Linked DNA regions of Mus musculus: all the other regions are linked to region 1. A link is a contact called in public Hi-C, HiChIP or PLAC-seq and promoter capture Hi-C data. All regions are on one chromosome and are shown on one strand. The core of a region is the stretch at or near the end of the contact, and the rest is flanking DNA. Distances in the headings are between cores, read along the strand shown. Region 1 holds the start of 9430091E24Rik (RIKEN cDNA 9430091E24 gene). Region 2 holds the start of Il34 (interleukin 34). Region 3 holds the start of Ldhd (lactate dehydrogenase D). Region 4 overlaps Cog4 (component of oligomeric golgi complex 4). Region 5 holds the start of Mtss2 (MTSS I-BAR domain containing 2). Region 6 overlaps Il34 (interleukin 34).

Region 1 (4,347 bases), core at 1,418-3,917:
CCCTTTTCTGGCATATAGACATACAAGCAGGCAGAGTGCAGCACACATAATAAATCTTAAAAAAATAAAATAAAAAAGTTAATAAGACAGCTCAAGGTTGTAGGAAGAAACACCAGCAAGTTATGGCCAGCAGTGAAGGGAACAGTCAATACCCACAAAGCCAGAGTCAGTGATGACTGAGAGGAGCCTTGAGACCCCCAATGTCTGAAGAGTGCATGCTCATCTCTCTGGCTGGGTGAATGGGACGTGTGACAGAATGCGGGCCCTGCATTGGCTTGACCCACTATAGTCAAGAGAACCAAACCAATTTGGAGAGATCTTATCTGTTATCAGTTTCTACCACTGCCCTATAAAAACCCTGGATAAGGAAATTCAGCCACCTTCTCTTGGAAACCCTTCTCTGACTCTGGAGAGTTACTCCCGTTTTCATGTCTCACTTTTCCTCAGTCGCTGTAATAATTAAAGTCTGTTTTTGGTTTTTTTGGGTTTTTTTGCTTGTTCCCACTAGAGGTCTTGTCTCCTAGTTTTCACTGGCATGAGACAACAAACTCCAGAGCCATTGGCCCAGGTTGATCTTTGAAGACCATGAATGTCCTGGCATCTTGGTCATGTACAGCTGGTGATGAAAGGACCAGTTACTCCAGAGAACCCATCATCTTCAGTCAGTCATCATTAGCATAGTCATTATCTGTTTCTACGCTATGCAGCCCTTTCAAAGAAAACTAGACGAGAAAAGATAATACAACCGTGGGAAAGAACGCTAAGACTCACCCCTTAGCAGGAAGACATGGCAGAAGAAACAGCAACAGATGAGTTTCAGGAGGAAATAAACCATGTCAAAAGCCCAGCCTGACAGACTGTTGGTTTAGTGTTCATCTTGACCTACAACAGTGACTAGGTGAGAGCAGAAGGGATTAAACCAAATAGCAAGAAGCAAAGGGAGGCTCTGGAGTCTTCTCCAGCAGGCTGAATGTCAAAGCCAAAGAAACCTCAACAGCAACGAGGGTAATCACGCCAGTGACACCGGAGATGCAGAAGATAAAAGGCAGTAAGCTTAAAGCAATGGACACCCTTTAAAAAGTCCTTGAGAGTAACTGTAAAACTCTCAGTTAAAACAACTTCTGCCAAACAACCCAGGCTGTTTCTGTTGGGCTCCTCTTAAATCAACCCCAGCAAAGGGGCAGCACTGAAGTGACTCCAGAGTTTCTTCTGTTTGGCTTTAACCACAGATGGGTTGCTGGTCAAAAAGACAGGTGGACGGCCACACTCCCCCACACAACAGAACCCCACAGGACACTTGCTTACCAACCGAAGGCCTGTGTGGTGACTCTCTGCCTTCCAGGTAAACCAGGGTTACTAGTGAGACTCTATGTTAAAATGGATGGATGGATGAACGAATGGGGAAGGAAGGACAGAACCTGCTGGACATTGTGACCCAACTGGTCCAGACTGCAGATTTTCCTTTTATTTATTTACTGTATATGAGTACACTGTTTTCATGCACACCGTTAAGAGGGTATCCCATTACAGATGGCTGTGAGCCACCATGTGGTTGCTGGGAATTGAACTCAGAACCTCTGGAAGTGCTCTTAATCACTGAGTCATCTCTCCAGCCCGACTGCAGATTTTTATTTTTTCAACAGGTGCATTAGGAGGTATCAAGAGAGTTTCAGAGCCGGGCGTGGTGGCGCACGCCTTTAATCCTAGCACTTGGGAGACAGAGGCAGGCGGATTTTTGAGTTCAAGGCCAGCCTGGTCTACAAAGTGAGTTCCAGGACAGCCAGGGCTGTACAGAGAAACCCTGTCTCAAAAAACCAAAAAAAAAGAAAAAAAAAGAAAAAAAAAAGAGAGCTTCAGAGAGTTGGGCCCACAAAAATGGCTAGCGGGTAAAAGTCAAAAAACCTGGGTACTTGACTGATCGGCTAGGAACGATCCCTGGATTCATCTGGAGGAGAGAAACGCATCCCCAATTTCTCTACTGACCTCTACCTTACACACAAACAAAGCCAGTAAATATTAAAAATATGAAGTTAGTTTTTTAAAGTGATGCAAATCCCTGTGGCTTTCAAAGTTGACCTCTGGCCTTGCTCCCTGCCAGCGGCCCTCGCCCACCCACGGACATCATGCAAAGTAGGCTTGGAGACCGTGGATCACACACAACTGTCACCCACCGGAAACCCCACGGCCCTGACTAGGTCTCTGACAGGAGTCGGTGAAGCACAGCCGAGCCGCACATTACAAGGTGGGAAACTATTCCACCTGCAGAGACGCGGGGCCACCTCTGGCCGTGACAGCAGTGCGCGCGCGCCCGCCCGAGCCGCAGCCCGCCCCGAGGCCCGGTCGGCCGCCCTGGGAGAGCCGGCGCGCAGTCCCGGGGCGGCCGGCGCGGCTCCCCGAGGCCCGCACAGCTCCACTGGCTCAATCCCGGCGCCCGACCGGTGGCACCGCCTCAGAGACCCGGAGGGACGGCCGGGAGCCGGAGCCCAAAGCTCGGACGCCAGGGGCGTGCGGGGCGCAAGAGTTCGCGGGACCAGAAGGCCGCCCGGACCCGCGGGTCCCAGCCGGCTTCCTACCTCAGGGGCCCGCATCTCGCGGGCAGCGCGCTCAGCAACGCCCGGCGGAAGTGAAGGGCAGCCCAGCCGCTGAAGAGGGTCTGCGCCGGCCGGAAAGGGGGCCAGGGCATGGGGACGGGGCGGGACGCGGAGCGCAGAGTTCCGGGACCGCGGGGGCCTGCGACCTTCCGCGCTTTACGGCCCGCGGCAAGGGTAAGGCGGGCGCGCGCGCCGACGCGCCGTGACGTCACCGCGGCGGGCCGGCCCGCACGTGCGCTTGTTTGGGTCTCGCCAGGCCCCGCCCCTCCCGCTCCGCCTCCGCCTGGATGACGGCGAGTGTGCAGGGAGCGGCCACCGCCCTCCGTCCCCGCTCCGGGTCTCCCGCCGGCCTCCGTGTGTCGGCAGTTCGGGTGATCGTCTGCCGCCAGGCCTGAGCTCCGATCCTGCGCGAGGGGTCCGCAGCCCAGAACCCGTGGCCGCCTCCGCCTCCGCCTCTGCCTGGATGGCGACGAGAGTGAGGAGAGCCGCCACCGGCCTCAGGCCGGCCTCCGTGTGTGCCTAGAGCCCGGGCATCGGATCCGGGCCAGAGCCTCGACCCAGTGTGGGCAGTTAGGGTGACCGTCTGCCGCCAGGCAAAATGGAATACTTTTATGTGTAGCTGTCTGGTCAGCTTGTGTCAGCAAGTCTGTGTCTAACATACATGCAGTGCCCGAGAAGGCCAAGAATGTCACATCCCCTAGAACCAGAGTTAGACATGATTGTTAGAAGCCATGTGGGTGCTAGGAATCACATGTGTGTCTTTGGGAAGAATAGTCAATAAGTCCTCTTAATCACTGATCCATTTTCCAGCCCCAAAAATAATGTTTTAAGTAAAAGAAATATAGTAGTCCCAACCCCTCCGGGGCTGAGATAGGCGGCTGGCTTGAGCCCATTTGTTTAACCTGGACAACATAAAAATAAACATAAAAGGACACACACAGATATTTCCAGGCTTTGTAAAATGTTCTAAAACTACATTATTGTGATGGTTGTTTAATTCATAAGTTTACAAATTATGGGCTTAAAATGACTGGAGTCCTGGGGTTGGTTCCCAGCACTGCCCACACCCAGCGTGATGTCACTCACAGAGGTGCAGGCAGCAGGATCTCAGACTGTGGGCATTTCCTTTGGCAAATCTCTGTCTCCAAAAATATTTACAATTCATAACAATTATGAACTAACATTGAAAATTAATTTTTGGTTGGGGGTCACTACAAGTTGAGGAACTGTAGTAAAGGGTCACAGCGTTAGGAAGGTTGAGACCCGCGCTCTACATTATCCTTGGCTATGTAGGGAGTTAGGGGTTAGCCTGAGCTAAGTGAGACCCTTTTTGGTTTGTTTTCTTTTTTTGAGACAGTTTCTCTGTGTGGCCCTATTACTCCCTCTGTATTCCATGTTGGCCTTGAGCTCAGAGAGCTGTCTGTTTCTGGCCCCTGAGTGCTAGCATTAAAGGCATGTGTCACCACCTCAGGGTAGACCCTGTCTTTGAGTGAAAAGATAAGGGAATATATGGGGGCCAGGATAGAACATTAGATTCATGTCAAAAAATCAAGGAACCAAAGCCAGCTGTAGTAACCCATGACCGAGGAGCTGGAGTCCAGGAGAATCATCTTATAAAAGAAGCTGTATGGGCTGGGCATGGTGGCCAATGCCTTTAATCCCAGCACTTGGAGGCAGAGGCAGGTGGATTTCGAGTTCAAGGCCAGCCTGGACTACAGAGCAAGTTCTAGGGCAGCCAGAGCTATTCAGACCCTGT
Region 2 (4,597 bases), core at 1,138-3,637, 340 kb before region 1:
ACTATGTCCTGTAATAGCACGAGGGAGCTAACCCACGTACAATACTAGCACTGTCACAAAGATGTCCTTGCCCTCTGCCCCAGGTATTTATTCTAGGTGGAGAATAAGCTCTGGGGAGGAGGCAAAATGAACAGCAAGGCTAAAAAAGATCAAAAGAAGATATTTTGGCTGAGAAAATGAACCCATCTGTCTTTTGTTTTGTTTGTTTGTTTGTTTGTTTTGTTGTTTTTGTTTGTTTGTTTTCTTGAGACAGGGTTTCTCTGTGTAACGCTGGCTGTCCTGGACAGCACTCTGTATGTAGACCAGGCTGGCCTCGAACTCAGAAATCCGCCTCTGCCTCCCACGTGCTGGGATTAAAGGCGTGCGCCACCACCGCCCGGCTTGAATGCATCTTTCTACCTGTCTCTGATGTTTGCTCTGGTACCTTTCCCTGAAGCTTTGACAAAGACAGATGTTTACTTGTGGTGGCTCATTGCCAACTCTGCACAGGTGTTCTCGTTTCCATGTCACAGGAAAGGCACTTGAGGTGTATGTAGTGAGAGCCCATGGCCTGCCAGACCCAGCAAGAGGTGCAAAGCGCACGGGATCCATCAGCTTAGCTGAGGCTCACTATGCTGCACCACATGTTTCCCCTGCAATCCACCACAGCAGCTGTGCAGTGGGGACCAGGAGAGGCACCTACAGGCTTCCTGAGGTCTCTCTCTGCTCCTCCTGAGACCTCCTAGGTCTATGCTGTGGAAGGCGGCTGAGGTGGCGTGGCGGTTTGAATATGTTCATTGAGATGGAATTTATTTTCACAGTCCTCCACGGAGGCCAAGTTGCTGGTTGCAAAAACATTCTAAGAACAACTGAACTTCACTGGGACCAAAGACATTCTGAGATGAGTTTGTGAATGTGGCCAACGCCACGTAGATTGTTAAAATAATGGTTATTGCCAGGTGTAGAGGCAGATGCAGGCAGAGTTTGAAGCTAGCCTGGTCGACATAGCAAGTTCCAGGGCAGCCAGGGCTATACAGTAAGACCCTGTTTAATTAAAAAAAAACAAAAACAAAAACCCGGGCAGTGGTGCACACCTTTAATCTCAGCACTCGGGAGGCAGAGGCAGGCAGATTTCTGAGTTCGAGGCTAGCCTGGTCTACAGAGTGAGTTCCAGGACAGCCAGGGCGACACAGAGAAACCCTGTCTCAAAAAAAAAAAAACCCAAAACAAAAACAAAAAAACCCAACAACAACAACAAAAAAAAACCCAAAACAAACAAACAAAAAGCAAAGTGTAAAAGTAGAAGCACTTCATTATAATTTCTAAAACACTGGCTCACCTATGCAATCTCTCTCTCTCTCCCTCCCCCCTCTCCGTGTGTATGTGTGTGTGTGTGTGTGTGTGTGTGTGTGTGTGTGTGTTGCAATGCAGAGGGCAGAGAATCACTTTATGTGCCATTCCTTTAGTCACTGCCCACCTTTCTTTGAGACAGGGTCTCTCATTGGCCTGGAACTAGCCAAGCAGGCTTGACTGCCCAGCCTGCAAGCCCCAAGAATCCACCTGTCCCCACCTCCCCAGCACAGGGATTACAAACATGCCACCATGCCCAGTGTTTCTTCACACACGTTCTAGAGAAAGAACTCAGGTCCTCAGCACCCTGCAAACACTTCTCTCCCTGCCCTGTGTTTTCCTTTCTTTTAAAGTTTTTTTTTTTTTTTTTAATTTGAGGCTGGCCTTGAACTTGCTAAGTAACCAAGGGTGACTAATTCTCCCACCTCCACCTCCCATGTGCTGGCATTCCAGAGTGCCTCACCATGCCAGCTAGCCTCAATTAATTTTTGACAAGGAAGTTTATACAAGTAATAATTCATGCACATGGCACAATAAGGTATAAAGAGCTAAAGCAATGTTCAGTTCCAGGAAGCCAAAAGCACTCAGAGATTGCATTTGCCAACTGACAGAACCAGGACGGAAGCACAGGTAAGTCAATTTGATAAGTTATACAGCTCTATTTTTCTCCCGCAAGGCTGCGAAATCATTGGATGAAAAAAAATTAAAAAAAAAAAAAAACCCCGCAGCAGAGTTCATACCATTTCAGAGCTTCTTAGCCAGCACCTTATCGACTGGGGCTCAAGTCTCTCTGCCTGTTAAATCGGCCCTCAGAGACTGCGACGGGGAGGGAGCAGCCTTGTGAAAGAAACCCATCCATTCTGCTTACCTGCTCACCTGCCAGGATGTGGGCTTCTACAGTCGCCGTCGCCGGAAGCTTTGAGCAGCTCAAGGCCTGGAGCAGGTGCCTTGGGGGCTGTGGCAGTAAATGCTGTGTGGGACAGGCTGTTGTGTGTTCAGCCTACAGTCTTCTCGGAGGGCGGGGGACACACGCTACAGCAGCTCAGATTTGTTTCTAGAACCGGAGCTAACAAGGGCAGGGTGGGGCGGGGCCACATGGCCCCAGCCTGTCTTGGAGTGTGGAGTAGGAGGGAGCATCAAGCACAGTCAGTCAAGGCAAGGGGACAGCCCTGAGGGTGAATATGGGGTGTCTCTAGAATCTGGGGTATCTTTAGTTTCTATGTAGATTGAACTGGTTTTTAGGGGAAAATTCCAGGTCCTCTCTTTAATACCTGGAATACCTCTTTCATTACAAAATTGAGTACAGCTGATGGGACCTAGGAGAGGTTTTTTTTGTTGTTTTTTTGGTTTGTTTGTTTGGCTTGTTAACCTGTCTACAGACAAGACCTGAGCGCAGGGAGGTAGTTTACCCAAGAACACACACAGCTGCTTACTGAGGTCTAACACCAAAGCCTGAGACAACCCTCATGGGAACCTCTGAAGACTCTGAGCCACACCTGCAGACATAGCCACTTTTGCTTTCCTGGTAATAGTGACAAGGCCCTGTGCAGCTGGGACAACATCTCTTTCTTTGCCAACCTTTTAGTATCCCAGTATAGCCCAGGCTAGCTTCAAATTAGTCTAGAGATTGACTTTATAGTGCTATGATTATAGGCTTGTGCCACCACTCTTCCCTAATTTTATGACTGTCTTTGGAGTAGTTACAGGTGGTGACTTCCATCCCCTGAAAGATCCTTCAGCTCTTCCACCTAGACATAGCAATGGTAGTGGTGGTGTTTTGAAGGCATCGTTATCAACAAGGGAGGAAGACTAGCTTTCCTCAACTTAAACACAGCCTCTCTCAGTAAAGGGCCACTCAAGGGACTCCACACAGCTTAGTCTGGGAATGCTGATCTGGACACAAGGGCTTGCCCTATTCTAAATGCTAATGAATGGTGTTGTTCAAGAAAGGCGTTCTTAATTAGATTGAGAGAACTGGATTCCCTGAACTTGCAGGAAGACAATGTGCCCACACTGGTATGCACCCAGCTAACTCTCCATCCCCCCTTGCAGTGGCTACTGGGACCACACCACAAAGGCCCTCCACAAAAGCTCTGTCAAGGCTATCCTGTCAGACAGAAGAGGTAGAGATGGGGACACAGCCACAAGATGCCACTCTTCAGAGCCTCTGGACCTGGTGTGCTGTCCTTTCTTTCCTCCAAGTGCTCAATTTATAGGCTGCTGATTCAGGATGAAGATGGCATCAGGTCTTGCAGAGCTCAGGACAGCCAACCCTCCTGTTACCACAGCCACACTCAAGTAAGTCATCAGACTCCACTGTCAACTGCTTTTCCACAGATTTCTTTGCCACATGGCCTCTTGCAGATGTTTCTCCAAGCTTCACGAGCAAAGCTGCCTTCTCTAGTTACAGCCTGGCCTACCTAAAGGCCAGAGTCCCCAGTGTGTCTCTCGGACAGCACCAGTCCCTGAAGCCCGTAGTAAATATTAGCACTTGTCCCATTCACACACGTTACTCCGGCCTTTCAAAAGGAGTCTATGAAACTCTTCCTAAACCTTATCAAAGACCAACTCTTGGGCTGGCGAGATGATGCAGCCAGTAAACGAACTTGCTGCCAAGCCTGAAAACCTGTTTGATCTGAAAGTCCCACATGGAAGAGACTATGTACATGTCTATATATGCCCACTAAGTAAAATGTAAAAACAAAACCCAACAAGGGAAATCTCAACAATTAGTCTCTCAGAAGGGGCTGTGCCTGCTGGGTGGCTCTGTGGGTTGCAAATGTGAGAGCCAGGAAAGGGCCAGAAACAGAGGCTGGCCACCTCTGGATTCCGGCAGGGTATGGTGAAGACAGCCCTTCAGCCACCTCAAGGCAGATGTTCATCTGTCTGTTTTCTAAAGCTGTAACTTCCAAACTCAACTAATGCTTGCTGTTTTGCTTTGAACAAACACTAGTCACAGCTAGTGAGGTTTAGGTCTGATTACACCAGACTCAGAAATACTCAAAAGGATCTTGGGTGGGTTACCAGGTGTCTATTCTGATACCTAGACAAGTTCTATGTTTGAGCTGGGTCAAGAGCCATGGTGACACGTTTCTATGTTTCTTCTCATTTCCCAATGTGACACATTGACTGTCAACCCTGCCTCTGCTTTTAGACTTGGGATTTCCTGGGTCCCCCCACCCCACAAGTTCCCAAGCTTTCTGACCTGAGGAAATCAGACATGGCCCTAAGTTCTTCTAGGTTCAAGGCTTCAAGACTATGCTCACGG
Region 3 (4,700 bases), core at 1,537-4,036, 480 kb after region 1:
ATGGGTACACACACGTCCGTGGAATAGGCCTGAATCGGAAGGCAAGCCTGTGTGATTCCCCCCATCACCCACTGCCTACCCAAAGTTAAGGGATCACTGTGGTCAAGCCTAGGACCAATCCAAGGGGTCTTGATGTCGCGGAGTGACACATCTGACCCACTGGTCTTCTTCGCTAGCCCAGGTCTTCACTACTCCCCTGGATCTAAGCCTGGACCCCATGCAGGGTCCCAGCAGCCCCACCCTTCTGAACTTCTGCATAATCTGCCCAGCCGTCCCATCTAGCTAGACTGCCTCCTTCCTCTCCATTTCTTCCCCAGGAGGCCCTTCCAATGTTTAGAATTCCTAAGTGCTCAACACTATACCTGAGGCTGACTTGTGAACTCCTAAGTTTGGAGCAAATTAACAGTTCTTTCTCTCTAGACTCTGGAATAGCTGGGTGCAGTGGTCTATAGCCCCTTGTCCTCACACCCACTCAGCCAGCCCTTGGTGGGCCTCAGTCTTCTCTATGTGAGTGGGTAGATCCCACCTCCAGCCCCAGCTTCAGCTCACCTTACTTCCTGGACTCAGGGCCAAGGCTGCATACCAAGCATTGTGCCGCGCTGCCCAAAGTTCATTGCGCTTTTCGGCCTCCTTGGCCCAGGAGAAGTGAGAGCCACCATTATCCTGAGTGATTGCCTCTGTAGTAGGCACAGAAAGGCTGATGGTTAGACCCCTACACTGGGACAGCCTCAGACCTCACAGCGCCGTGTCCCCGGCGCACCTGTGCGCTGCAGCTGTTCCGCCAGTGTCTGCTGGGAACCGTGGAACTCCAGGAAAAGCGTGGGTGCCACGGGGCAGTTAAGTTTGCTGTGTCTGTTGCAGGCATCCATCATGACATCATCTAGGAACTCTGGAACCAGGGAGAGGGCTGATCAGGTGAGGCCTGGCCTTCTAAGGGGGCCTTTTCGGTGGAACCCACCCCCCTGGCTCACCAATGCGAGCCACGGGCACTGCAGCCTGGAGGATCTGAACTGTGCTGTCCACAGCCGCTTGAACACTGGGGAACGCACAGGTGGCAGCCACCGTTGCTTCCGGCGCAGGGTGCAGGCGCAGGGTGGTTGATGTAATGATGCCCAGGGTCCCCTCAGAGCCCACAAAGAGTCCTGTGAGATTGTAGCCAGCTGCACTCTTCCTGGGCCCAGGAACATACAAGGTAGGTGAGCGCCCAGGCCGTGTGAGCGACTACAACTACAGAAGTCACCATAGCTAGAAGACAGGTTTGGTCTGATCTCCTGCAGCCCCAGATTGTCATCACAGAGTTTGTGGTTTAATGACCCAGAGAGGCCTTGCACAGGGAGAGCCAACTCCAGCTGAGCCTCCAGAGTTGCAGGGTGCTCCTGAGTGTCACTTACCGATCCAATCCAGGAGGCCCTGCAACTGGGTCAGGCAGTGCTCACCTGTAATGGCGGCCCCGGCCTGCGGTGTGAAGCAGCCTGCCGTCAGGCAGCACTACCTCCAGGTTAATCACGTTGTCCCGCATGGTTCCATAGCGCACAGCATTGGTGCCCGAGGCCCCGGTGGCTGCCATGCCACACAGAGAAGCATCTGCGCCTGGGTCTAGAGAATGAAATGCTGGAGAGGGCAACTGCAGAGGCCCTTTCCCTCTTGTGGGAAAGATGGGGCCCTGTGAAATCCCTCAGACCACGCCCCCAAGCCCTCGGTCAGGTACTCTGTGGTTAGTCCAAGGCCTACCAACAGGAAACCAAAGGCCACTGTCACGCAGGTGGGTATTGAGAGCTTTACGGGTGACTCCAGGCTCCACCACCACGGAGAAGTCTTCTGTATTCAGCTCCGTGATCTGGTCCATATGGGTCAGGTTGATGCACACTCCACCCTGGTAGCAAGGGAGTCAAAAACAGCTGCCCAACCTAGGTCTCTAGGCCCGAGGCAGCCCGCTAGAGCCCCATTTTATGGCTGAGGCCTGCAGCAACCATACCAAAGCTCTGGGATGGCAGGTGAAGAGAGCTGTAAATGTGTCCTGTATAATGGGACCAGACCCAGGGCACCCCCACTATACCTGCACAGCACAGACTCCCCCCTCAACACCGGTGCCTGTGCCAAATGGGATGATGGGAACACCTTGATTGTAGCACAGGCTTGCCACTCGGCTGACCTGGTCCACATTCTGAGGCCAAACCACAGCATCAGGAGGTTGACACCTAGAAGCAGGCAGGCCCAGAGGTTTGAAAAGGATGGAAGCTTCTCACCCTCTCTTATCCAGGAACCTGCAATGGTTTAAGGACCCAAGGACAGGGACCTCAGCAGATCAGGGCAGAGAGCACCTCTCCGTGTAAGGATGCCAGAACTCCAAACAGGTGACCAGAGAGACAGGGACCCTCAGTCCCTTCTGATACCTGTGCATCGATTCATCATGCCCGTGTTGCTCTCTGACTGCAGAAGCAGTGGACACGTGGGGGCTCCCTACAACTGCCTTCAGAGCCTCCACAAAGTCCTGGCTGAGTCCACCCTGCAGGGGAGAAAAGTGCGAGGGGGTCATCGGAAAGACAGTCGGAGGGAGCCACAGACCTGCCCTGTGGCCGGGTGGGAAGAATGAGGGGCTGGTCAACCTGCAAGGTGACGTCACTGAGCCCCGAGGACATTACGTCGGGCTCTCCACCCTCTGGGACCCCATCCACAAGTAGACTTATACCTGCGACCCCCTGGAGCAGAAACTCCTCCAGGGAGACAGCCTCTGGGTGGCCACCCGAAGGAGCATGGCCATAGCCAGACCGCAGCTAAGGGGAGAATAACTAGGCGGAGAGGAAGCCTTGCCAGCCTGCCTCTCGCTGTGCCCAATAGCTGCCCTGGGTGGAGCCTGCTTAAGGTGGAGCCGGTTTAAGGTGGCCTCTGCAGATCTGGAAAAGAAGGACAACAGCTACTTCACGTGTTACAAGTCAACTAACTGCTGCTCCCCGAAGAGCCCTCCAAACAAACATCGTGTACGGAGGCTTTCAAGTCCCACCGGGCACTCGGACTTTGTCTTCTACACTTCCAGCCTCTTCTTTGATCTCTAAGCTGCAGTTTTCCTTTCCATTCCAGAGCTCAGGCCGGCCTGCAACCTTGGCACATACACTGTGCCCTACTCCCTGAATCATCTCCTGACTCCCTGTCAGGCAGAGCCTTCCTCACCTTGCAAGCCTCAACAGCATGCCACAGAGTAGACTTGCCACCATGACCACGAAGAGGGAAACTCCAGAGGTCATTCTGGGACAGAGTGGGTAGCATAGTGCAGTGCCCAGAAAGGCCGCCTTGCAGAGGAGTGCTAAGGAAAAGCAGGGAAGGAGATTAATTCCAAGACCATCCTGTTGGTTCCAAACAACTCCCACAGCAATTCCAGAAGAGCCTTTGCTACCACCACTGAGCTAAACTACCTCCCAATGACTCTCTTCCTTCCGGTCAGGAATACAAACTCCTAATTTATTTAGTTTTTTTATCCAGCTTTATTGTGTCTGTGTGCATGATGGAGGAACATACGCGCCACAGTGCATGCGTAGAGATCAGAAAACAACTTCGTGGAGTTGGTGGTTCTCTCTTAATTCACCAACCACATTTGGATGAATATGTAAAAAGAGAAAATCATGCCAGCCAGGCCTTATGGTATGCACCTGTAAACCCACACAGAGAGTCTGAGTTAGGAGGAGGATGAGATGAAGCCAGCCTGAGCCATAACAAAAGAAAACAAAACAAGACAAAATGACAAATTTAGTTATAGGGAATGGGGTGGTGGAGAGATAGCATCAGAGTTAAGGGCACTGATTGCTCTTGCAGAGGACCCGGGTTCAATTCCTAGCACCCACATGGGATGACTCACAACCATCTGTAACTCAAATCCCAAGCAGGGAATCAAACACCCTCTTCTGGCCTCTGTGGGCCAAATACACAGGCAAAACACTCATACCTATAAACTAAAAAGAAATCCTTAAAATAGCAAATTTAGTTATAGATCTAATTGCTTTTATTTGCTCTTTTTGGATTGGGGCACCCTCCAAGACTACAGAATTGAACGAAACCCCCCAGCGGACAGTGGGTTCTCTAAAACAGGGACAACAGGAGGGGAGCTGATGGGTTGAAGTCAATCTGGCCTTCCTGGTAAGGTTAAAGCAGATGGGACACTCTGTCGATGTCGTGGTACACACAGCTCCAGTGTCACGGACTGAGCACTGTTACGTTTTGTTCTTATGAAACATCCCACACACTTCCCACTACCACCCTCCTTCTCAGGGATTCTCTCCTTACAATGACTCAGACTGGAATTTATAGTTTCTGGGAACCTTAGCCTGATGGGATCCTACATGTTTCCTTACAGTTTTGTTCGGATTGTGTGGCATTGAGCGCAAGTGACTCCATTTTGACTTGTGTATGAGTTTCTTTTCTCATACTGTGACAGAAAGAAGAAAAGAAAAGAAAAGAAAAGAAAAGAAAAGAAAAGAAAAGAAAAGAAAAGGGAGGGGAGGGGAAGGAGGGAGGGGGAAAGGGGGAAGGGAAGGGAAGGGAAAAGAGAAGAGAAGGGAGGAGAGGAGAGGGGAGGGGAGGGGAGGGGAAAGAGAGGAGAGGAAGAGAAGAGAAGAGAGGGGAGGGGGGAGGGGAGGGGAGGAGAAGAGAAGAGAAGAGAAGAGAAGAGAAGAGAAGAGAAGAGAAGAGAAGAGAAGAGAAGAGAAGAG
Region 4 (4,107 bases), core at 258-2,757, 290 kb before region 1:
TGTTGATGACAACAGCTAGCATCAACTAGAACTCTGTTTCAGATCGTGAACTAAATCCTTTGCAGGGGGTTAGTGAGACCTAGGTTAATCTTTGATGGGGGAAAGGAATTTATTTTATGGAAAAAAACATGTGAAGTCCAGCTCTCACTTCCTCCTAGGGATCGCCCGAATTGTGGAAACTCACCAACCCATCGTGGAGACTTACTATGGACCAGGGCGACTCTTTACCCTGATCAAATATCTTCAAGTAGAATGTGACACACAGGTGGAGAAGGTCGTAAACAAGTTCATCAAGCAAAGGGACTACCACCAGCAGGTGAGCCGGGGAGCAGCCGTGGTCGGGGCACTCGGTAGAGGACGTTAGGAGAAATGAAGATGAATGAAAGAATCGATGGATGGGTGGGTGGGTGGATGGACCCACTGCCTAGAGGAGAAGGACAGATGCTGAAGGTAGAGTGGCCTTCACTTTGCCTAATGCTTAGTGCCTTAACACAACAGAAACAGAGGACCAGATTCTCTATCATTGAACGTTCAGCAGTGCCCTCTGCATGCTATTGAGTATCAAGTATTAATAATTTGTTTTTAATTTCACTTTAGTTTTTATGGCTCTCTTTTTCAGAACTAATTTTCCATTCCCATAAGCTCAGGAAATAAAAGTAGCACACAGAAGTAGGAATGGCCAGCAGAGTGGTGCATAACTATAATCTCAGCCCTGGGGAAGCTGAAGCAACGGGATCACCATTATTTTGAGGTCAGCCTGGACTGCATAAGGAAATCCAGGCCAACCTGAGTTCCATAGCCACTGTCTATTGGTTCATATCTATAAGCAGAACCCCAGACTGTGAGACCAGACAGCAGTCCATGAGAATGTCCTTAGCATTACTTTTTTTAATACTTGCTGTTCTTTATTCAGTCTTTAAGAATGGTTTGACTTATGTATGTGCAGCATGTATAGGCCTAGTGCATGGGGGCAGGAAAGGCACTGGGTCCTTTGCAAGGAGAGGGACAGATGGTTGTTTGCTACCACATGGGTTCTGGAACCAAATTCTAGTCCTCTGCAAGAGTAGCAAGTACTCTTAACCACTACGTTATCTCACCAGCCCTACCATTCATTACTTTTAAATAAAATGACAGCGGCTGGAAAGTTGGCTTAGCAGTTAAGAGAATTTGCTTCTCTTCTAGAAGACCGACCTGAGTTTGATTCCAAGCACTCCCTTGGCAGCTAACAACCGTCTGTGACTTCCAATTCCAGAGGATTGGAAGCCCTCTTTGGCCTCCACAGGCAGAGCATACCTGGTATGCATACATACATACATACATTTAGGCAAAACATCCATACATAAAGTAAAAAATAAGTAAATATATAACAGAAATGAAAGCAACAGCCAAAAGCAACTCTTGCTTGAAAGAAAAGTGAGCCTCATTAGCAACCTGAAGCTTATCACTGTAGGCTGGAACGGCCAGTGGGGGGCAGAGGTGCTCTTCTGATTTCTGTGGTGTTTTTCAGTTTCGGCTCGTCCAGAGTAATTTGATGAGAAATTCTGCAACAGAAAAAATTGAACCAAGGTAATAATAATCCTTCAGCTTGTAAGAATTTCAGTTACTAGTTACATCTAGTTTAGAGACTACTTCTGTTAAAATGTAGGGGATTTTGGTTTGGGGTTTTTTTAGTTGGTTGGTTTGGTTTCGGTTTTGGTTTGGGGACAAGGTCTTTTTATGTGCTGTCCTGGAACTCTCTATGTATATCCAGCTAACCTCAAACTTACAGAGATCCTCCTGCCTCTCCTTTCAAGTGCTAGGATTAAAGGCCTGTACCACCATGCATGGAGTAATTTTATTTTTAAAATAAAATACAGTAAGTTGTTGACAACTCTGTAGCCCAGGCTAGTCTCAGACTCATAACAAGCCACGTGTCTCAGTCTTCTAAGTACTGAGATTACAGGCATGAGCCACCAATTTCCAACTCTATCAATTTCTCCTAGAGAAGACACTGTATAAAAATATGTCTAGTTAATAAGGAGTAATAGATCACTGGATGAGGATATCTCAGTTGGTAAGAATCCTTACCTAATAGACGTAAGTACCCTATACCCTAACACACACGTGGTACCCCATAAAAAGAGACATGACGGCTCATGCCTATAGTACCTTAGAAGGTAAAGGCAGGAGGATCAGCTGTTTAAGGTCATAATCATCGACCTAGATTTCAAGGCTAGTGTGTACTACATGAGACCCATTTTAAAAAGTTAGGTGCTAGTTGTGGTTTCTTCTTAGAAGACCCTAGCTTGTGTTAAGTTGTCAGAAAAACTCACCAGCATAGTTATGATAGTTGACACATTTATAATGTTAATTGTACATTGTTATAAGTGTTTAACAAATATTAAACCACTTCAAGGTATGTTAACCTCTACACTACTGGCATTTTGGCTAGATAGCTTTTTTCCCCAGGAACTGTCCTATATACTATGAAAAAAAAAATCATTACTCCTGTCTATCCACTGTAATACCCTGGGAGAGCAAAATCATTGGTAAATCATTGGTAATTTGTAACTTATTTTCAGAAGAACAAACTAAAGCCTAGAAATGCTAAATGGCTTTATCAAGATAATAAAGCTAGAAAATGGCAGAGCCAGAAATAGAATCCAAGCATGTTCTGAACACTGCTGTGGACCACTGAGGTGAATCTGAATTACAGGGTAGGAGAGAACATGTAATGAGATATAGTCAGATATGGGCAATGTCCAGGGCTCTTCCTGAGGATAAATGGCCACAGGTCTGAGACTTGAAGGGTGAATTGGAGTATAAGAGTGTCCCAGACAGCATAAGGAAAGTATGTCCTAAGCACTTGAGAGAGCCTGAAATAATGTGACTATGAGGGGCCACTATAGAGGGATTCTCAGGTCAGTATCAGTAACTGTGGAAACTATGACCAGACACATGTTTTGACCAATTCCCTTTAGCAAGTAAAGGGAGTTTGTATATATAATGTAAGATGAGGGTCAACTTCATTCTTGTTCATGTGGATATCAGTGCTTCTAGCACAACATCCCCCCTATTCAGTTGTCTTAGTAGTTCCATTAAAAATCATTTGTGGAAAAAAAAAATCATTTGTGCAGGACTATATGAGTTGGAGACCAGCCTGGTGAATGGAGTGAAATCTAGGCCAGCCAAGGCTACATAAAGAGACCCTGTCTCTCTTTTTTTTTTTTTTTTTTTTTTTTTTTTTTTTTTTTTTCTGTTTTTTTTTCAAGACAGGGTTTCTCTGTATAGCCCTGGTTGTCCTAGAACTCACTTTGTAGACCAGGCTGGCCTCGAACTCAGAAATCCGCCTGCCTCTGCCTCCAGAGTGGAGTGCTGGGATTAATGGCGTGTGCCACCACGCCCAGTGAGACGCTGCCTTTTAAAGAGCTGGCCACACACCTTAATTCCCAGCACTCAGGAAGCAGAGGCAGGCAGATCACTATGAGTTCAAGGTCAGGCTAGCCTGATCTACAAATCAAGTCCGGAACAGCCAGGCTCTGTTACACAGAGAAACCCTGTCTGGGGATGGGAAGAGCTGGGTAGTGGTGGTGCACACCTTTAATCCCAGCACTCAGGAGGCAGAGGCAGGCGGATTTCTGAGTTCCAGGCCATCCTGGTCTACAGAGCTAGTTCCAGAATAGCTATGGCTACATAGTAAACCCTGTCTTGGAAAAACAAATCAGTTGACTGCCTGGACTCTGTGTTCTATTCCCTTTATACCTGTATCTTTATACTAGTAATACACAGTCTGCACTCGTGTGGCTTCTGTGTGTGCGCAAGTGCAGGCTGTGTGTGTGTGTAATTGTGTGAGTCCCCAGCCAGAAGAGGACTCTGAGTATCCTGTTTTATCACTCTCCTCCTCTCTTACTCTCCACCTCATTCACTTAAGACCTCAGTCTTGAAGCTTGCTGTTTCAGGTAGGCTGGTTGGCTAGTGAGCTCCCAGGACCCACCGCTCTACCACCACCACCACCACCACCACTCTCTAAAGATGCTGGAATTACAGACACCTGTAGCTATGCCTGAGGGTTTGTTGGCTTGGTTTGGTTTGGTTTTTGTCTTTTTGAGACAAGGTTTCTCTGTGTAA
Region 5 (4,689 bases), core at 770-3,269, 420 kb before region 1:
GGGCTACCGCCTCCCCCTTCTCCCCAGACCCTGTTCCAGGCCCCAGCTGCCTTCCTGGCTGGCTGCTGGCCCTGGCTCTCACCCTAAAGGGAGCCACTGGTAAACAGGAAGTGCTCCCCCATGCAACGCTCCGGGCGCCATCAACAGCCCACAGGCCGACAGACATCCAAGCAGCGGGTTGGCTGTTCCCACCAGCTGCAGGAAAGGGGGTGGACATGGGACCCTAAGCACTATGGGTCTGGCTGCTGGGAAGATGTCTTGGGCAGGGACCCACAGGTGCCCAGAGACTGAACCCCACCAGCACCTACCATGATGCAGACACTGACTCTGACTTCTGTCCATCTTCCCAGAGACTGTCTGAAAGCGGCCCCCAAGTCCCAGAAAGGTGACTCCCCCAGCATCGACTACACAGAGCTGCTGCAGCACTTTGAAAAAGTCCAGAAACAGCACCTGGAAGTAAGACACCAGCGCAGTGGGCGAGGGGATCACCTGGACCGCAGAGTTATCCTCTGATGTGCCTAGCATGGAAAAGGGCCCTAGTGGCCTAAGAAGCACTCAGGGTCTCTAAGCTGAGGCCACAAGGAGCCTAAGAACCTGCCTCCAGCAGGGCTGGACCCAACCACCAGCCAGGGTAGGGAGGGGGATGGTATTGGCTCTGTCAGCCTCAGCTCCTCCCAGCAGAGCACCTGGACCCCAGCACTGTCAGCTACACTCTGTCCTGGGACCGATGGATTCTCTCCTGAGTCGGGACTACAGCCTCAGAATCCAGAAGCAGCCTCTTTCTAATCCCTGTCTGTGAGAAGAGCTTGACCTTGGCCCCAGAGCACTGGCATGGTGTGTGTGCATATGTACATCTGTGTGGAAATGCACACAGGCCAGCACAAAGACCTCTACAGAATGATGTCCATCCCTGCCCCAATAAAGAAATCACAGAATCCTTAATCAAGTCTGCCTGCTCCTTCTCTGCTAGCACCTGTGCCAAGCCTGATGCTGCAGCTGCCCTGGGGCCTCACCTATCCTGGAAAGCCAGCTTCATTCTAAGCCCTGATTCCCATATGAATCCAGGGACCAATTCTTCCCAGGACCAGTACCTTCCTCCTGGCCTTACTCTCGATCCTTAGTCCTGCTTTCTGAGTCCCTGTGCAATGTGGATGTCCCCATAAGCAGGAATGGCACAGCAGAACACTGCAGAGCAGTGAGCAATGGGAGGAAATCAAAGATAAATGCCCCAATCTTTGACTTAGCTCAAAGAACCGCGTCTGTCACCTGGCTTTGGGTTCTGGTGAACCCTAGTTGCCTGCTGCGGCCCTTTAGTTGCCAGGAGCTTGTGCCTGCTTTCCCCTGGAGCCCTAACTATGTGTGCCCCATGAGAATAGGTTCACCTGGAGTCTCCTGGACGACAGCAGTACTTGCCCTCCCATGTGTACACGCGTGCATCCCCACACACTACACTCTGCAGGTTCAACACAGACCCTACTCACGAGGAAGTTGGGCCGGGACACCATCACTATTTCCACCCCCAATCCAGGTGACACCGGTACTACTTAGAAAAGGAACTGAAGGACATTTGTGCAGGAGGGTTGGACTTTATGGATGGTCTGTGGTGGACAGCTCCAATGCGGCCAGTTCCCGTTCCCCTCTGCACGATGCTCAGTGCTATTCATCAGGCCGGGATGCACTAAGGACTGCATCCTTGGCGGGTTTCATCTTGGTCGAGCCCAAGGCCTTGAAGGTGCAAACCCGGGTCCGCTCCCGCTGGAGGGTGGGGGGCTGGCCCGGCCCCGCCCCTGCGCCGCCCCGACCCGCGGCGGCGCCCGCTCCCGCCGGCCCCTCTTGCCGGACCAGTCTGGCAGCGCCAGAGCTCGGATTTCAAAGCCCTGGTTTCTGGCCGTGAATGGGTCCTCGCCCGCCCGGCCTTTCCCACAGCCCCCTCCTGTGCTCCCTCCCCGCGGCCCTCCCTCCGCCGCGCCCACGTGACGCCCGAGCTTCGGCGGCTCGGATTACCGCCGCCGCCGCTCCAGTGCCCGCGCCGAGGCTGCGCCGCGAACTGCCCGCGCCGCGCCCCCAGCCCCACCGAGCCATGGCCCGCGCTGCCGGCCCACGGCCCGCAACCCCGGAGCGCGGCGCGGCCGGCCGCTGAGAGCGCGGCCCCGAGGCAGGGAGCCCCGGCGCGGCCTCGGAGCAGCGCCCGCGGCGGTCCGGCCCCTCCCCTGCACGGCTCCCCGCGCCCCTTGCGCGCCCTGCCGCCGCGCGCCCGGCCCCAGCATGGAGACGGCGGAGAAGGAGTGTGGCGCCTTGGGCGGGCTCTTCCAGGCCATCGTCAACGACATGAAGGTACCCCGGGCAAGCTCCGGGCATACGGGTCTCCTCTGAGGGACGCGTGGCGGGCAGTGTGTGTGTGTGTGTGTGTGTGTGTGTGTGTGTGTGCGCGCGGGCAGTGTGTGTGTGTGTGTGTGCGGGCAGTGTGTGTGTGTGTGTGTGTGTGCGGGCAGTGTGTGTGTGTGTGTGTGTGTGTGTGTGTGTGTGTGTGTGTGTGTGTGTGTGTGTGTGTGTGTTTCATCTGAGCCTGTCCTCCTGCGCCCGCCTTGCGCCCAATGCCTGTCTGGGTCCGAAGGGTGGGAGTGAGTGCTCGCAGGTTGGGATGTCCGAGAGGTCGCCCCGTAGGATCCCGATCCAAAGCTGAGCGTCCGCAAACACTCGGTACCCCAGACCCCCAAACTATGAATTGGGTTTATCTTTAGGACCGACCTTTAAGGCCCTTTAACGGATCCAAGGTCTCTCGGGCCTCCGCCCCCTTTCACCACAGTGCCCCCCCACACACACACACACACATACCCCCGACGCCCCGAAGCCCAGACAATGCTGTCACCGCCAAAGCAGGAAAAAAATAATAAAGCAAAGAACTGTTAACTCTTGCCCCGCCAGCCTCGGGCCTCTGCATGGATGCAGCCCCACCTACACACACACACACACACACACACACACACACACACACACACCAACAGATCCAGCAAGCTCCATTACTCCAATCCTCGGGTGGGGTCCTCCCTGCAGCCCAAGGGTAGGACTGAATCCACCTTGGGGAGGAGGTAGGCTGTGTGTTGGCTAAGCAACCTGGGGAGCGCTTTCAGCAACCCCCCCTTCCTGATCACTCAAGGTCAGACTGAGCAGGCACCCTGTTCAGATGGGGAAACTGAGGCCTGCGAATGGCTCAAGGTCATAAGGAGACCATTGGATCCTGCTTCGGGACCTCAGCCATTATTATCCATCTGGTAATTTACTGAATTCTCCCTGACCCCCAGAGGCCAGTGTTTGACGAGGCTGATCCGAATTGACTAGGCAGGGAAAGCTTCAGTGGCAAGGTGGGCATCGAGTGCCAGTGTTCCTGTCCTGCACTGTACCCCTTGGTCTAGGAACACGATGGAAAACGGAAGAAACTAGGCCCTGTGCTGAGCCTCCTCACATCCTTACCCTAGGCTCGCACTTAGCAAGAACAAATCAGAATCCTGCTAGACCCTGGGGGCTGTGGAACCCACGTACAGGTACACCCTACCCAAGGGCTCCAGAAAAATGCTTTAGGAAAGTGATGCCTTGCAGAGAGGCAAGAAGTTGGGGCTCCCCTCCTAGTACTGCCAAGAAACACCCCCAGTAAGGGAAGGCATCTGTCAGATACTTGCCCCCTAAAAAGAGGCCTGAAACCACACTGGCCTGGGACTTACAAGTTAGCAGCACGTCAGCGCCTTCCCATAGTTCTATACTTTTCCCTGGGGTTCCTCCCTCGCCACAACACACACACACACACACACACACACACACACCCCTGGCAACTCCACCTGAGGGCCTCATCACTAGCCCTCAGCATCTTGGTACCAGCTCCTCTGGCAACTCCACCTGAGGGCCTCATCACTAGCCCTCAGCATTTTGGTACCAGCTCCTCTCTGAAACTGTGTAACCCAGACCACCTCCCCTAGCTGACACTCCTGGGCTGGCAGAGGGTGGGAGCCACCCACACTGCCTCCCACTGCAAACACTGCAGCAAGCAGCCACTTCTGCCCAGACGAGACAGCAGGATAGTATCCTCCATTCCTGCCAGTTGCAAGGAACTCAGTTGAGACACGGGTCCAGTCTCAGCAAAGAACTTAGTGGCAGGCAAGATTTCTAGATACGTGGGGCCAAGATGGAAGAGACTTTACCAAGCACCATCAGATCATGTATACTATGCCCCTATCAATGACATGCATGGATTAGGGACCCTGAAGGGGCCGGCCACCTGCACTGATTGGCTGGACTTAAAAAGCTGCTTCTGGCTGTCTTGCTCAGTGGCCACCATCAAGAAGTTCAAGGAGACTCAGATTGCCTGGGGCTGATTCCTAGTGAGTTGCCCAGGACTCTCTCTGGAGCCACTAGAAGGCCCCAACCCTGCACTGAGGGATGGTGTGGGAGGAAGGGTCCCCACTCAGATCTTCAACTACACAGACAGAGGAGGGTGGGTGCAAACCCAGGGGCTTGAAAGGGCCCTGGAGAGCTGGTTAGCTTGCCCTGTCTCCTCTCTCTCAGGCCAACTGAACCCAGAGACTTGATCTTGCCTGGGGCCCTAGGCCTAGTCAGCAGAGGAAATGGGGTCCCCATCCCATGCTACCCTGAAAGTGGGTTCATCCTAATCCAGACTAAGAAGTGTCACACAGACAC
Region 6 (4,249 bases), core at 1,562-4,061, 400 kb before region 1:
GGTGGGTGATATACAACCCCTGTGAGTGTAATTAACACTGCCAAACCATGTGCTAAAAATAGTCAAGACGGAGGGCTTTACATTATGGTGCAAGTTTGCTCCCTCTTGCCTCAGCCCCCACTCTCTGGGTTTTTAAGCTGCCTTTTCCTTAAGTTATTTTTCTTTTTTATGCCTATGAGTGTGTGTACATGTGTGTGTGCCGTGTACATGTGTGTGCCATGTGTGTACGTGTGTGTCACATGTGTGTACATGTGTGTGTGCCATGTACATGTGTGTGTGCCGTGTGTGTACATGTGTGTGTCACATGTGTGTACGTGTGTGTGCCGTGTACATGTGTGTGTGCCGTGTACATGTGTGTGTGCCGTGTGTGTACATGTGTGTGTCACATGTGTGTACATGTGTGTGTGCCGTGTGTGTGTGTGTGTGCCATGTGTGTGCCGTGTACATGTGAGTGCCCATGGCGGCCAATAGAGGCTGCTGGATTTCCTGAAGCTTCAGTTGTAAACCAGCTGACATGGGCATCCTCTGCAAGAGCAGCAAGTGCTCTTGACCACTGAGCCATCGTCCCAGGCCCAGTTTCTTAAGAAAACAATGGAGGCAAGTTGGGGTGAGGATGTGAGACTAGAATAACGCAGAGGCCAGAAGCCGGATGTCTTCCGATAGATAGAGGAGATAGGATAAATTCATTGAATCCTTGTTTTACAGCTGGATACGATGTAGGCTTACAGCCGGGCATGGTGGCGCACGCCTTTAATCCCAGCACTTGGGAGGCAGAGGCAGGTGGATTTCTGAGTTCGAGGCCAGCCTGGTCTACAAAGTGAGTTCCAGGACAGCCAGGGCTATACAAAGAAACCCTGTCTCGAAAAACCAAAAAATAAAAATAAAAAAAAATTTTTAAAAAGAGATGTAGGCTACAAGTGATGACCTAAAAGCTCAGGAGTGAAACAGCTTGTTCAAGGTTATACTGTTGGAAAAAAAAAAACAGGGCCTGGCCTCTGAGGTCACACTATCATAAGTGGAATCCATCTTCAAAGCTACCGTCACAGACCACTAACAGTAAGGAAGCAGGAAGATTAAAGGCTGCTGCAAGCCAGGTGGTGATGGGGCCTACCTTTAATCCCAGCACTCAGGAGGCAGAGACAGACAGATCTCTGTGAGCTCAAGGTTGGGGGGGTGGGGCCGCTGGAGAGATGGCTCAGTGGTTAAGAGCACTGACTGCTTTTCCCGAGGTCCTGAATTCAATTCCCAGCAAACACATGGTGACTCACAACCATCAATAATGGGAGCCAATGTCCTCTTCTGGTGTGTCTGAAGACAGCTACAGTGTGTACTCATACACATTAAAAAAAAAAATCTGGCTGCAGAGTTGGGGTATATCTCAGTGGTAGAGGGAGTACCCAGTATACTGGCTAAGCTTTCAGCAGCCAGGAGGGGAAGGAAAAGGGACCAGACCCAACTACATCTGAGTAATATAACCATCGCTATGTACAGTGCCTCAGTCAGAGAGCCCAGGACCAGAATCAGAGGGCGGAGGCCTCACACTCTCCTGCCCAACCTCACACACATTAGCTTCTCGGTGTCTGTTCGATGGGTAAAACAAAGGCAGAAAAGGTCTCTTCCTCAAGCCAAGCCAGCTTGCCCAGGACACCCATCTTGCTCACAAGCACAAAAGGGCAAATCCGTGCGACCCTCTTAGCAGGAACTGGGAGAACCATCCCAGGAGAAGTTCCAGACAGCTGCAAAAACAGTCGCCTGTCCCAAACCTTTCATCATCAGAAGCTCCCAGCTGGTGTCAAATGATCTGGCCCATGGGCTGGGGAGGCCAGGCAGCTGGCTGAGCAGGGTCACAAGTACGTGTCCCGGCAGGTGTACACCAACGGCCTGAGGAGGTAGGGACATGTCTGTCAGGTTACAACTCGGGAGGTTTTCGGTTGGATGATCAGATGGCTTCGAGGGCTGCTTCTGAGACAGGCTCCCACTATGTAACCCAGATTGGCCTTGAACCTAACATCTCCCCCACCTCAAGCCTCCAGAGTGCTGGGTTACAGTCATGCCACACACTATCTCCTTTCCTTCCCATGCTTGTTCTAAACTCAAGTCATAGTCATTATGGCTCGCCCTCCACGCTCCACGGGCTTTTGATAAAAGCAGAGTGTCCACTGTCACCGAGTTACACAGAACAGTTTCAATACTCTGAAAGTTCCTGTCAGTCCACCTTGTAACTGAACCTTTGGCTACTTTGTGGGTTCTTTTTTTCTTCCACCCTTCTCCACCCCCTAACACTAAATAGTAGAGAAAAAAGCATAGAGGGGAAAGGGGGCGATGTTATCATTAGACTACTTCCTGCTGATTAGGGGTGTCAAGTTCTTGGGGCATGTTTGATCTTCACCCACCATCAGAATATCTAATTTCTTCTTCTCATCTCAACAAACTGTGTAACAAACGACATCTAACCACCAGCTGTCCAAAACAACCCCTTCTATCTATCTATCCATCCATCCAAACATCACACACTCGCAGAAACTATCTGCAGCTGACAAAACCATGCCTCTGCTAGAGCACGAGGCAAATCAGAGTCAGCTGCTGTGGACAATCTGAAGCAGCCCCATATCCCACACCTGGGATTAAAATGCAGACACATTCTTACAATATTTCTGTGTCTTTAAAGAACAAAAAAATTTCACTATCTTCTGCCTTCTTCCTTCTCCCCTTTCTAGAGGAGCCTCATTTTTTCAGATACAAATATGAAATTAGAGGATTCCCTGGCTTGTCTAAGACTCAGGACACAAGAGGCAAAGCCTGTTCTACACAGCAAGTTTCAGGCCAGGCGGGGTTTCAGAATGAAACTCTCTCAAACAAGCAAATAAATAATGCTGTCTTATGAAGATGGCATGCCCGGTGCACCCATGAGTACACTGGTTACCTCACAACACCTGTACAAGGTCTAGCCAGCGTGGGTAGTGAACAGTGGGCAGAAGTAATTGGACTCAATGGGTTATAAAATTAAAAACAACAATAATAAAAAAAATTTTTTTAAGAGGGGCGCTCAGGTAAGCTTGAAACAAGGTCCCAAATCCTCTCTGTCCCCATCCCTCGTGTGTCTCACATGCTCAGCGCATGGCAGAACTCTCCCTTCTTAGCCCTTTGCCAGCATCGGCCAAACCCACACGCGCATGCGCACAGCTCACCATGAGGCTCCGCTGTACGTTCTCCAGCAATGTCTGAACCTCCTGTAGATACTTCCAGGACGGGTGGCCCTCGAGAAGTACATCCATCACAGACTCAGTGGCATTGAGACTCACCAAGACCCACAGGTACCGAAGCTCTCGCTCACTCACGTGAGCCTTCTGCTGCAGGGACAGGAGACATCAGTGACGCACAAGCGTAGGCCTCTGGGCACTGACCACTCCCCTACCCCCATGCATTTGCCACTGCCTGGGACCCATCACAGTCACCCACGGCTGCCAGCAGACAACCTTGGGCCTAGGTTAGTGGCAGGCTTTGCTTGAGTGGCTAGGGAAAGGCCAATGGGACAACCTGCCAAGACCCACAAGCTTCTAAGTGACTTGTGGCAGGCAGCGGCTCCCCACCCCGGGAAGGGTCCTCACCAGCCTTGTGATGTTGGCCACTCTGAGTACCCCCTCATAAGGCACAGCAATCCTGTAGTTGATGGGGAAGTAATGTTTCTGAAGAGGAACAAGAACAAACCATAAGCTATGAGGCAGAAACTGTTTAGACGGGACCCCCAAGAGAGGAACGCAGCCTAGCAGCGTTGACAACAGACAGGTCCTCTACTGAGAGGTCAGATCTGGACAACTGGGCTAAAAGACAGCTCTCTTTTCCCCTCGGACAAAGGAGGTGGGGGTGGGGGGTGTGAGATCAGATACACAAGTCCTGTAAGGGCTGAAGTTTCAGGCCCAGGGGAGGAACCCAGGATTTTCAGGAGACATGGTACTTTGGAAGTGAAAAATATGGTTCATCTGACACTTACAAAGGTAACCTTCGCACAGCCTGTGAACATACTACACATCAGTGAGTCTAGAATCTGACACCTTATTATTTATTGTTATTATTAATAGTGTGGACATGACTCTCAGCACTGATGTGGAGGTCAAAGATTAACTTTCAGGAGTTGGTTCTCTCCTTCCGCCTTGATGTGGGTTCTGGGAATTGGACTCAGGCCATCAGTCCTGGGTACCAGGTGTGCCTTTTACTCAGAGCCGTCCCACCAGCCCCATGGGGTTCGCTC

What was found. Promoter capture Hi-C pulls out the DNA fragments that hold promoters and counts their contacts. A called contact is a pair of places that touch in the nucleus more often than the background predicts. HiChIP or PLAC-seq counts read pairs in DNA pulled down with a chosen protein or histone mark.
Region 2: a contact with region 1 is called in a promoter capture Hi-C map of stem cell-derived epiblast-like cells, with 4 times the contacts expected there. The contact joins the promoter of Il34 here to the promoter of 9430091E24Rik in region 1. A contact is called at or near these places in 13 of 39 promoter capture datasets (the 3T3-L1 cell line, cranial neural crest, embryonic stem cells and 9 more), 3 of 115 datasets of contacts at active chromatin or transcription factors (bone marrow-derived macrophages, large pre-B cells and pancreatic cancer cells) and 3 of 9 other capture datasets (adipose tissue, liver and pancreatic islet).
Region 3: a promoter capture Hi-C map of the SN4741 cell line shows a contact between it and region 1, with 4 times the contacts expected there. The contact joins the promoter of Ldhd here to the promoter of 9430091E24Rik in region 1. A contact is called at or near these places in 6 of 39 promoter capture datasets (the SN4741 cell line, hippocampal neurons, liver and 2 more) and 1 of 115 datasets of contacts at active chromatin or transcription factors (pancreatic cancer cells).
Region 4: a contact with region 1 is called in a Hi-C map of CD8 T cells, with 1.6 times the contacts expected there. The contact joins the enhancer-like site here to the promoter of 9430091E24Rik in region 1. A contact is called at or near these places in 12 of 484 Hi-C or Micro-C datasets (CD4 T cells, CD8 T cells, bone marrow and 8 more), 6 of 115 datasets of contacts at active chromatin or transcription factors (bone marrow-derived macrophages, effector CD8 T cells, forebrain and 3 more) and 2 of 9 other capture datasets (adipose tissue and liver).
Region 5: a promoter capture Hi-C map of stem cell-derived epiblast-like cells shows a contact between it and region 1, with 5 times the contacts expected there. The contact joins the promoter of Mtss2 here to the promoter of 9430091E24Rik in region 1. A contact is called at or near these places in 10 of 39 promoter capture datasets (the HPC-7 cell line, embryonic stem cells, hematopoietic stem and progenitor cells and 4 more), 1 of 15 datasets of contacts at CTCF or cohesin (CD8 T cells), 1 of 484 Hi-C or Micro-C datasets (CD8 T cells) and 3 of 9 other capture datasets (adipose tissue, embryonic stem cells and pancreatic islet).
Region 6: a contact with region 1 is called in an H3K4me3 HiChIP or PLAC-seq map of embryonic stem cells, with 3 times the contacts expected there. The contact joins the enhancer-like site here to the promoter of 9430091E24Rik in region 1. A contact is called at or near these places in 5 of 39 promoter capture datasets (cranial neural crest, embryonic stem cells, maxillary cranial neural crest and 1 more), 1 of 15 datasets of contacts at CTCF or cohesin (large pre-B cells), 7 of 484 Hi-C or Micro-C datasets (CD4 T cells, CD8 T cells, embryonic stem cells and 2 more), 4 of 115 datasets of contacts at active chromatin or transcription factors (bone marrow-derived macrophages, embryonic stem cells, large pre-B cells and 1 more) and 3 of 9 other capture datasets (embryonic stem cells, liver and pancreatic islet).

The regions. Positions count from the first base shown.
Region 1 is chr8:111,142,831-111,147,177 of GRCm38.p6, forward strand. It overlaps 9430091E24Rik (RIKEN cDNA 9430091E24 gene), which reads right to left and starts at 2,668. Exons shown (of 3, transcript NR_040364.1): 1 at 2,574-2,668.
Region 2 is chr8:110,803,537-110,808,133 of GRCm38.p6, forward strand. Il34 (interleukin 34) reads right to left here and starts at 2,388. Exons shown (of 7, transcript NM_001135100.2): 1 at 2,198-2,388. Gm15895 (a long non-coding RNA gene) reads left to right here and starts at 1,660. Exons shown (of 2, transcript XR_003947455.1): 1 at 1,660-1,959; 2 at 3,382-4,597.
Region 3 is chr8:111,627,550-111,632,249 of GRCm38.p6, forward strand. Ldhd (lactate dehydrogenase D) reads right to left here and starts at 2,787. Exons shown (of 11, transcript NM_027570.4): 1 at 2,690-2,787; 2 at 2,394-2,506; 3 at 2,057-2,198; 4 at 1,732-1,873; 5 at 1,437-1,596; 6 at 972-1,171; 7 at 761-889; 8 at 550-677; 9 at 1-29. The coding sequence starts at 2,761.
Region 4 is chr8:110,858,379-110,862,485 of GRCm38.p6, forward strand. It overlaps Cog4 (component of oligomeric golgi complex 4), which reads left to right. Exons shown (of 19, transcript NM_133973.2): 7 at 159-316; 8 at 1,508-1,566. Among named protein-coding and RNA genes, the nearest start is that of Cog4, 13 kb to the left of the region's middle. Within about 2 kb of position 1,508, at least 47 of the 459 cell types and tissues checked have an H3K27ac peak or open chromatin away from gene starts, as enhancers often do. A contact at or near this core is called in CD8 T cells, bone marrow-derived macrophages, granulocyte-monocyte progenitors and 3 more, where this site is marked.
Region 5 is chr8:110,719,457-110,724,145 of GRCm38.p6, forward strand. Mtss2 (MTSS I-BAR domain containing 2) reads left to right here and starts at 2,020. Exons shown (of 14, transcript NM_198625.2): 1 at 2,020-2,334. The coding sequence starts at 2,266. It overlaps Vac14 (Vac14 homolog (S. cerevisiae)), which reads left to right. Exons shown (of 19, transcript NM_146216.3): 19 at 351-942. The coding sequence ends at 513.
Region 6 is chr8:110,745,055-110,749,303 of GRCm38.p6, forward strand. Il34 (interleukin 34) reads right to left here. Exons shown (of 7, transcript NM_001135100.2): 4 at 3,609-3,686; 5 at 3,189-3,350. Among named protein-coding and RNA genes, the nearest start is that of Gm15894, 8.5 kb to the right of the region's middle. Within about 2 kb of position 2,812, at least 5 of the 459 cell types and tissues checked have an H3K27ac peak or open chromatin away from gene starts, as enhancers often do.